2 separate regions of the Mus musculus genome follow, and region 1 is linked to region 2. A link is a contact called in public Hi-C data. All regions are on one chromosome and are shown on one strand. Each heading gives the region's core, a stretch centred on a gene start, on an enhancer-like site or on the middle of the called end of the contact. The rest is flanking DNA. Distances are from core to core; before and after follow the strand shown. Region 1 holds the start of Trp53i11 (transformation related protein 53 inducible protein 11). Region 2 has its middle 46 kb from the start of Prdm11.

Region 1 (4,179 bases), core at 922-3,421, 96 kb after region 2:
TTCCTGTTGATGTGGCTTAAGGCCCTCACCCTAGCTGCCTGGAAGCCAGTATTCTGCTAGCAGCCTTCAGATGAAGATGTAGAACTCTCAGCTCCTCCTGCATCATGCCTGCCTGGATGCTGCCATTTTCCCACCTTGATGATACTGAACCTGTAAGCCAGTCCCAGTTAAATGTTGTCCTTATAAGAGTTGCCTTGATCATAGTGTCTGTTCACAGCAGTTAAACCCTAACTAAGACACTTTCTTTGCAAAGCATATGGGGCTCTCACTTCCTGATAAGACAGGCATGGAATCTCCAGAACACAGATGCCCAGAGCTTATAGCTCTGTCTACACCGAGCATCACTGAAAGTGTAAGTCCTAACACTGGTGACCCTGTTTGGTTCCACTTGCTTGCTGCTAATGAAAGTGAGATCATTACTTCTAACATAGCCTCTTCTTTGAGAAACCTTGGGCCATTGCCATTAGGCACTGCTTCTGGAATTCTGCCTTCAGGTCCTGCTTCTGGTAGAACACTGGGAGGTGTTTCTAAGCTGGGAGGTGCTCAGGGATGACACTGTTCCAGTGACACAGCCCAGAGCCCTGCATGCCAATAGTGCAACAAAGAATCCATTATCCCATCACTGTCCTGAGGTGAGACTCTGAAGCAAGCCACAATGAAGCTCCTGGTCAGGGACAGGTGGCTTGGATGTGCACTTCACTCCACACACCTCCAGGCAGGCCTGATCCAGAGCTACAGACATGACGGCTGAGTGATTCATTCATTACTGGTCATCACTAGCCAGGTGTTCAGCAAAAGCGGGTGGCACTGTGGGAAGGGAGTTTAGTTGCCTTGGTAATCAGGAGGCTAACAGCCACTGAGAGCTGACTTGCTATGCACCAGACACTCTTCTGTTTACTTCCTTGCAAAGGGCACAGCCCCTCCTGTCCAGCCCCAGCCACTGGGAGGGCCATGGAGCCTACCTGGTATGTTAGCACCTCACACATGATCAGGTTTGGTTAACATGGCCTGCAGCTGTAACTGGAATCTCAGCAACAGCCACAAGGTACTTCCTGCTATAAGGTCACACCCCTTTGTAGGTAAGGAGGCAAGACTTGGAGAGGTTAGGAAACTTGCTTGCCTAGGGCTAAGCTAAACAACAGAGCCAGGATTTGAACCCAGGTATTCTAGTTCTGTAGCCTGGAGCAGAAAAGCAAAACTTAACTCTGGAGCCAGAGGCACACCTAGTTGAGTTATAGTGAGGGGCAGCTACTCTCCATCTCTGCCCCAGTTCTTTACCTTCAACCTTGCTTCTCTCAGTCCCCACCCTCCCTCAAGCCTTTACTATATCAGTCCAGAAGACAAGATCCAGAGGTTTCTTTCAGCAGGAAGCAGGGCCCTGGGCAAAAATCAACTGCTATAAAGGGTTTCTCAGGGAGTCCAGAGCCAGGCATGGGACAGGTTGTAGGTGCTGGTCTTTTTAGTTTGAGAGACTTCTCAAGACTCACCTGGGACTCTCTCTTGGCATGAGCTGTTTGCTTCCACCAACAAATACTCTGAAGCCACAGATAAGATCCAACCTTGCCACACGCAGCACATAGCACAGCAACTGCAGTAGAAGTCTCAGCGGGTAAGAGTTCTTGTCATTTGGGATTCACACCAAACTGGGGAGATGGGTGACCTGGGTGACAGAACACTCATTCACCAATTATCTTAAGGCCTTGGCTATGTATTAATGACTCGAAGTTTTGTGAACTGGGACTAGTCCTATTGGACTGCTGGGAACGCTAAGGTTTTATTTTTGAAAGTGGTTTAGCAAACGATGAATTGTAAATTGCTTTTAACCGTGTTGTTTCACCCGTGGGGGACCCTAACAGTCATAGCAGGTGCCTTCCTTCCACCCTAGACACCGGCCTAGGCCTGAGAATGGATGTTTCATAAACCCGTAGGGGTATGTTTGCAGTCCGGGAGAAAGGGGCGCTGTCTTCAGAACTTCCGAGAAAGTCCTGGGTGGCACAGCGGCAGGTTGTCCCCGTCCGGGGATCCCCCTAGCCAAGCGAGGGTGCGCCCTCCGCAGGCGGCTCCCGGTAGGCCCTCCGTTTCAGCTCTGGGTCTCCCCCCCAACCCCTCTGTGCCCGCCCCGGCCACCTCGGGGGCGAGGCAGCCCAGCGCGTGGGAGGGGACGGCGCGCCATTGGCTTGTGCGCGGCACTAGAGGAGGGACCAGTGCGGGCCGCCAGACTCGGGCGAGCCCAGCAGCGCCAGGAGTCCAGCTTGCCCTGCCCTGCCCTGCCCTGCCTGCCTAGCGCGGCGCCGCGATGTGAGACTCCCCGGGCCGGAGCGTCCGCAGGGCACGCCAGCTCCGCGAGCGCAGCACCCCGCGCGCCAGGAACGTAAGTCTGCTGCCGGCAGCCGCTAGCCTCACACTTCACCGCCGTTGCCACCGCGCTGGCCGCTGCCTGCGCAGCGCAGCCCGGGGACGCCGGGGGGCCTTAGGGACCGCTGGGGGCATCGAGCACCCTGCGAACGACAGCCGGGCGCCAGGACAGCTTGGCACTTGCGGGGCGGCGGGCGCCCGAGACCCCCGCTGAGCTCCTACTGGCACTGTCCTCTGTCCTTTTCGTTTGTCCCCTTGCACTGACTCGGTTTCCCTTTCTCCCCCAGCTCTCTTCTCCGCCACCTCCTTCCCCAGGGGCTGTTTATTTCGCTCTCGGCCTCCTCCAGGGCTTTATCTCTTTGATTCGGAGCTAGTGAGAGCGGAGAGTAAAGCAGTTTCTTTTATCCCGGGGTCTCTGTCTTCAGCGCTTGGTTCTCGGTCCCCTCCCCCTTTCTCGCCACCGCCCCCCCTCCTCCCGCCTTTGTTTCCCGGCGGGAGGATTGCGCGGTGTAAACTTGCGAGTTTCCGGGTCCTCGCCCCCACGGGTACGCGGGCGGAGAAGGTGGAGGGGTTCCCGCTGTCCAGTGGTCTGGCCGGACCTTTTGTGTGGGTGCCGGGGACTGGAGGAGTCGCGGACTCTCGCTTCACAAAGTGGGGGAGTGTCCTCGGCGCGGAGATGAAGATAGATCAGAGGGGGAAGGGGCAAAGCCGGCGACACTCCTGAGTCCCTGCTGGAGAGGAGCGGGCAGAAAAGTGTTTGGGCCTGACCCCAGTCGGGGGTGGTGGTGTCAGGAGGGTATTGCAGGTGGACCCGGGCGACTCTCTCTCCCAAACCGCGCAGACAGCTGTAAAGTGTAGCGCCATTGCCTGGCGCAGGATGGATTGGGGTCCCGTGTAGTGCGCAGAAAATATTACGCGCACCATCCTCGGGGCACAGCGAGGCCAGCCGCTCGCTTCGGCTCCCCTTTCGTCGCCTTCTTGCATCCTGGATGGAGCGGGCTTCTCCTCCTGCCTGTGAGGTGGAGGAGCAGGGATAGGCCCAGGACCCACTCCCACTTTGACCCAAAGCTTTACAAGCACACGGCCAAGGCCTCCTCAAAGTCCCCCAGCACGGACTTCCTGTTTCGTTTCTTTTAGAAAAACTTTCTGGATGGGGCCTGGAGAGAGTGTAGAAGTCCCTGGGTTGCAGGGACACCCACCCAGCTGTGTCTCCCGTCTGGAGGCTCCTGGAGAAAGGCCGCCACCTGCCGCCGGCGGGATTGGTGGGCTCCTGGAAGAATCCGGAAGAACACCACCCGCCCCTTAGTGGCAGCCTCTGGCTCAGTCCGAGGCTAAAAAAAATACTATTTTCCTGTAGGATCTTTGGAAAGTCAGAATATACTTCGGGTTTCTGTTGTCACCTTCGTACAGACAGAGCGCTCTCCTAGAGTCCCCTCTGGCCTTCGTGTCTTAGGTGCCCTCTGCCTTAGCTTCTCTTCTTCTGGACTCTCAGGTATGTCTGCCTTCACTTGCTGTTCCTGGCTTTGATTTTTCTGGGTCCAGGACCTCTGCCGCTCCTATCACCTCAACTCACAGCCTGGACTTGTGACAGCCCCCTCTGCTGGAGACAGAGGCTGCCGGCTAGGGGCAGGGTCTTCACGAATTATTCTTGGCTTTTCTGTGTGTTCACTTACTGCTCCAAGTATCAGTGAGTGAGCCACAGAAGAGTGATGTCGCAGTGGCCAGCACGGGTCCCACAGGTCCCTGCACACCTGTGGAAGCTGTCAAGACTCTAGATAGTGCTGTGTCTTAAGCAAGATCAGATAAATAAATAATACATAAGTC
Region 2 (4,274 bases), core at 489-2,988:
CAGGCAGGAGTAGGATGTTTGGAACAGGGAGGGGTAGCTTGCTATTAGAGAGTGGCAGTTGGTCTTTTTGCTCCTCCTCCTAATGCTAAGGCAATTTGTTTTGTCCACGGTTCCAACAGCATCCTGTAGCCCTGGCTGCTGGCAGATACGCATCTCAGCAGCATCCAGTGACTGGTGGAGAGTGTGTCTCCCCTTGAGGTCCTTTTAAAATGACTTCTTCCAGCCAGGTAGTGTGGCCAATGCCTTTAATCCCTAGCATTCAGGAGGCAGGGGCAAGCAGAATTCTGAATTTGAGACCAGCTTGGTCTACAGAGTAAATTGAAGGACAGCCTGAGCTACACAGAGGAAACTCTGTTGAGAGAGAGAGAGACAGACAGAGACAGAGACAGAGACAGAGACAGAGACAGAGACTCTGTCCTAAAAAAGACAGGAAGGAAGGAAGGAAGGAAGGAAGGAAGGTAGGTTAGCTCTCCTTCCAAAACCAGAGAGCCCCCACTTCTCTTCCTCCTACCTTCTTCCTCTTCCAGCCCAGACCAATCATACACCCGGCCAGTAGCTCAGTCCCCTGAACCCTTCCTCAGCCTTACTGACTTGTCTCACTTTCTGCTACCTCTTCTCCCTGGAAGAAGAGCTGAGGGGGCCCTGCAGAAGATGCCTTCTTCTAGCCCAGTGTCTCTATTTGAACCCCTGATTTCCCTTCTGGAGTTCCTAGAATGCTTCAGGCTGTAGGAGAAGTGGCTGCTCCTTGACAATCCTACCTGTCCAGCATACGAGTTCCTTCTCTCCAGCCCAGCTGCCCCCAGCAAGCAGGAAGGATGCAGAGTCTTCATAGCCTTCCATGTCCTCTGAGACCTCAGACAAACCAGCAGCCTCGAGCCTGGCGTGGCTTCTAAGAGCACACCGGCCTCACACTGTGGGGAAGATGGCTGGGGTCGGTGGGGGGGGGTGTGGCGCGGCAGAATGGGACCTATCAACAGGTCCTAAGACCCTGTCCACCAAACCCAGCAGTAGGAAGGTAGAAAAGGCCTCTTAACCAAAGGAGCAGGACCTCTTCATGTCTACCCTACTCCTGCTCACACAGTCTGGCCTGCCCCTGAGAGGAAAGGATGGAAGAACTCCACATCTGGCCTCTCACCCTGTGCCAATGCCAGAGGCAACTCTGGCCACAGTACTCACTCCTCCCCATAGCTGGTTGAGACCTGACCTGCGGGAAGGGTTGGGTTATTCACTTTGACCTTGTTTCCCTCTCGGTCCCCAGGGAACTCCATAGTCTTTAAAAACACTAATCATCTGGGACCGTGAAGAGAATTTAAGTTTCGGCTCAGACAGGCCTGGGTTTGAATCTGGCTCTGTCAGCTCTCTAGCTGTGTGACTTTGGGGACATCACGTAACCTCTCATCTCCTATCTTCTGTTCTAAATGAGACTGGTCAGGTTGTTCTGTGGGTCGTTACATTCACAGACCAAACAAATTCCCTGATGTACTCTTTTGCTTGAAACAGGGTGGTCCTATCCCCCTCCCCTCCCCTCCCCTCCTGTGCCTAGGTATGAGAAAAGGTCCTGGAGCTGCAGGGAGCCTGGCTGACGGGCTCTGCAGCGGCTGCTTGGTGGAGCATAGCAGTGGATGAGGTCCCAGCTTGGGTCTCCTCCAACCATCAGCTCCCAGTGTTTCCACAGCTGCAGAGGCTCTGGCCCCAGAGCACAGCAGGCAATGGAGCCTCCTGGACCCACTGTGGGATGCAGCTTGACTGGCAGAGTCCTGGGCCTGGGGCCTGGGGCATTGAGAATCCCACTGGGGGCTGTCATCCTGTGAGCCAAGCTGTCATTAGTTGTTCTGTGCATAATTGGGCTGTAATCACCCTCTGGCCTCAGATGGGGTGTCGCTGTGATTGTGTGTTATTAGCCTCTCCGTGCCTCAGACTGCTGACTGCATGCTGTCCCTGGTGCCCACTCTCTGCAGCCCCACCTCAAACACAGGGACAAGAGCCTCCTCATGAGCCCTGGACAGCATCCTCTCACCTCTGCTTTATGTGCAGAGGAAATCACTGCTAAGCCTGGAACCAGACACTATTGAATCACACTGGTTCTGAGCTGTAAGTTCCAGCCTGCTCCCATCCTGGCTAGGAAGAGAGTTGGCCTTCCTAAACTAGATTGCTTTCAGCCAGGTCAGCAGGGCTAGGGGCTGGAATCCGAAGAGAGGCATGCAGGCAGATCTGGAGCCCACTCTGGTCTTGGGTAGATGGTGAGAGCTTTCTGAGCTTCTCATACCTGGCAGTGAGCCAGGCTCGTGAGCAACAGTTAGGACGGTAGGTCCATAGAGCAGGTCCACAGGGCAGGTCACAGGGCAGGTCCACAGGGCAGGACAGGTCCACAGGGCAGGTCCTCAGGCAGGTCCACAGGGCAGGACAGGTCCACAGGGCAGGTCATAGGGCAGGTCCACAGGGCAGGACAAGTCCACAGGGCAGGTCCACAGGATAGGTCCACAGGGCAGGGCAGGTCCACAGGGCACTCAGCCCACTCTGAGCTCTCCTGGTGCCTAAGCTGAGCACCTGTGCTCAAAATTGAGAGAGATGTTCCCATTCCAGGGACACAGAAAGGGGCCTAGCTGGACCAGCCTGGCCAACAGAAAGGACAAGAGGAGAGCATAGTCCAGAGCCACCGCCCAGCACCCTGTGATTCTCCTTGTCAGGCAGGCCCCCAGTGACTGAAGGGCTCCAGGAGCAAGGGTGTGAGTTTTTAGTTCTCTCTATATAGGGAACGGGCCACAGGCCAAAGACTCGATCCATTCTTGACCAGCTTGGTGGAGCAGTGAGTTCACTAGGATTTCTTACAGGAAATGTGAGCACTACATCACGAAAGAGCCCATCCTTGCACGGGAAGCACAACAGCTGCATCCCCAGACCTTCCTACGTGTGCATAGGCAGCTCCCATGCAGAGTCCCTCCTTCCCAGTTACTGCACTTATAACCTTAAGGAGAGGCCTTGTGAATCTTGTTCACTTTCTGAGCTTCCTGGGTCTAGTAAGTTTCCTTAACTTCCTGAGCCTCAGGGCCCTTCCCCAGGGGACAGAACATTCAATCCCCATTAAAGAGTTAGCCAAAGAGAACAGCCGGAGGAAAAGGCTCTACCTGGTGAAGTTACCAAGGACTTCTCAACAGAGGCTTGAGCTAGACTTCACAGGATGAGTATATCCAGCCCCCCTTTCCCCTCCTCCCCTCCCTTCTCCCTTCTGCACCCCCTCCCATGGCACAGACCCTCTCTGTGTCCAGGACTGGGCTCAGTTTTCCTTCCTGCCCGCTCCAGCCTCTACTTGCTTGGGCTGTAGCAGCCACAGGCTGATCAGCTTCTGACCCTCCCCACACTGTGCCTTTCCCTCCTCCAGTGAGGGCTGCCTGTCTCCAGCTCTCTAGGTTCTGACCCCTCCTGGTGTTCTAGGCACATTGGCCTGTACCCGAGGTGCCACTTGTCTGTCACCTGACTTCTGCAGCGTGGCTTCTAGTTGGACACTGCATCAATGTTTGTTGTTTGTTGTTTGTTTTTTCCTGAGACTTTGGGTTGCCCTCAAATCCCTCCACTCTAAGCCTCACAAGGTACAGCTAAAGGCCTCTGAGCTGGCTATATCTGAATCCATCCTGAGCTACTTGTGTCTACGTGGGGCATCACATGCCACCTTCGGCTTCCTGTGTCCTCGTCTCTGCATTTCCTCCATCCATAAATCCATCTGGTCCAACCTGGACTTTTCTTCAAGTAGACACAACAGATTCGAGTCTGGCTGGTTCTGCCCTGCACCTGATTTGGTCAAATCCTTGAGCAGAGAGCAGGTATGGGGTTTGGCAGGGGCCAGGAAAAGTAGCAGGGCTTCCCAGTTACTGTTTAACAGTGAGGGGCAACAGACCAAGTAACTGGGGAGCCTATCCCTCTTGGAAATAAGCCTTCCAGGTGGCAAGGCCCAAAGCAGGAAAGACTGAGGTGGTGTAGGGACACCCTGGCTTGCCTGCCCTCACACCCAGGATTGTGGAGGTCATATAGGAATCAAACCCATTGGTCTACCTATTCAGATACGCCCCTGGGGTTTCCAAAGCAGCCTCTGCCCATCCATGAGAACGTGGTGCTAAGGCCAATGTGGCAATGCCCACTGAGCCACACCCCCTTTCTTCTGGCACAATATCCCTCCTCCTTACTTCCCCACGGGGACCTTAAAAGGACAACTTTTGTTCTCCCTGCCTGGACTCACTGTTTCCCTGGGACTCCATGGGTTCTGTTGTCTGCACTAACAA

The links. A called contact is a pair of places that touch in the nucleus more often than the background predicts.
Region 1: a Hi-C map of the N1E-115 cell line shows a contact between it and region 2, with 5 times the contacts expected there. The contact joins the promoter of Trp53i11 here to the enhancer-like site in region 2. A contact is called at or near these places in 4 of 39 promoter capture datasets (the C10 cell line, cranial neural crest and pre-B cells), 2 of 15 datasets of contacts at CTCF or cohesin (embryonic stem cells and thymocytes), 28 of 484 Hi-C or Micro-C datasets (the CH12 cell line, the MPC-11 cell line, the N1E-115 cell line and 15 more), 24 of 115 datasets of contacts at active chromatin or transcription factors (the 230-238 cell line, the SCID.adh cell line, VIP interneurons and 18 more) and 3 of 9 other capture datasets (adipose tissue, liver and pancreatic islet).

What each region holds. Positions count from the first base shown.
Region 1 is chr2:93,185,377-93,189,555 of GRCm38.p6, forward strand. It overlaps Trp53i11 (transformation related protein 53 inducible protein 11), which reads left to right and starts at 2,172. Exons shown (of 8, transcript NM_001025246.2): 1 at 2,172-2,371.
Region 2 is chr2:93,090,048-93,094,321 of GRCm38.p6, forward strand. No RefSeq gene overlaps it. Among named protein-coding and RNA genes, the nearest start is that of Prdm11, 46 kb to the left of the region's middle. Within about 2 kb of position 1,739, at least 14 of the 459 cell types and tissues checked have an H3K27ac peak or open chromatin away from gene starts, as enhancers often do. A contact at or near this core is called in the N1E-115 cell line and VIP interneurons, where this site is marked.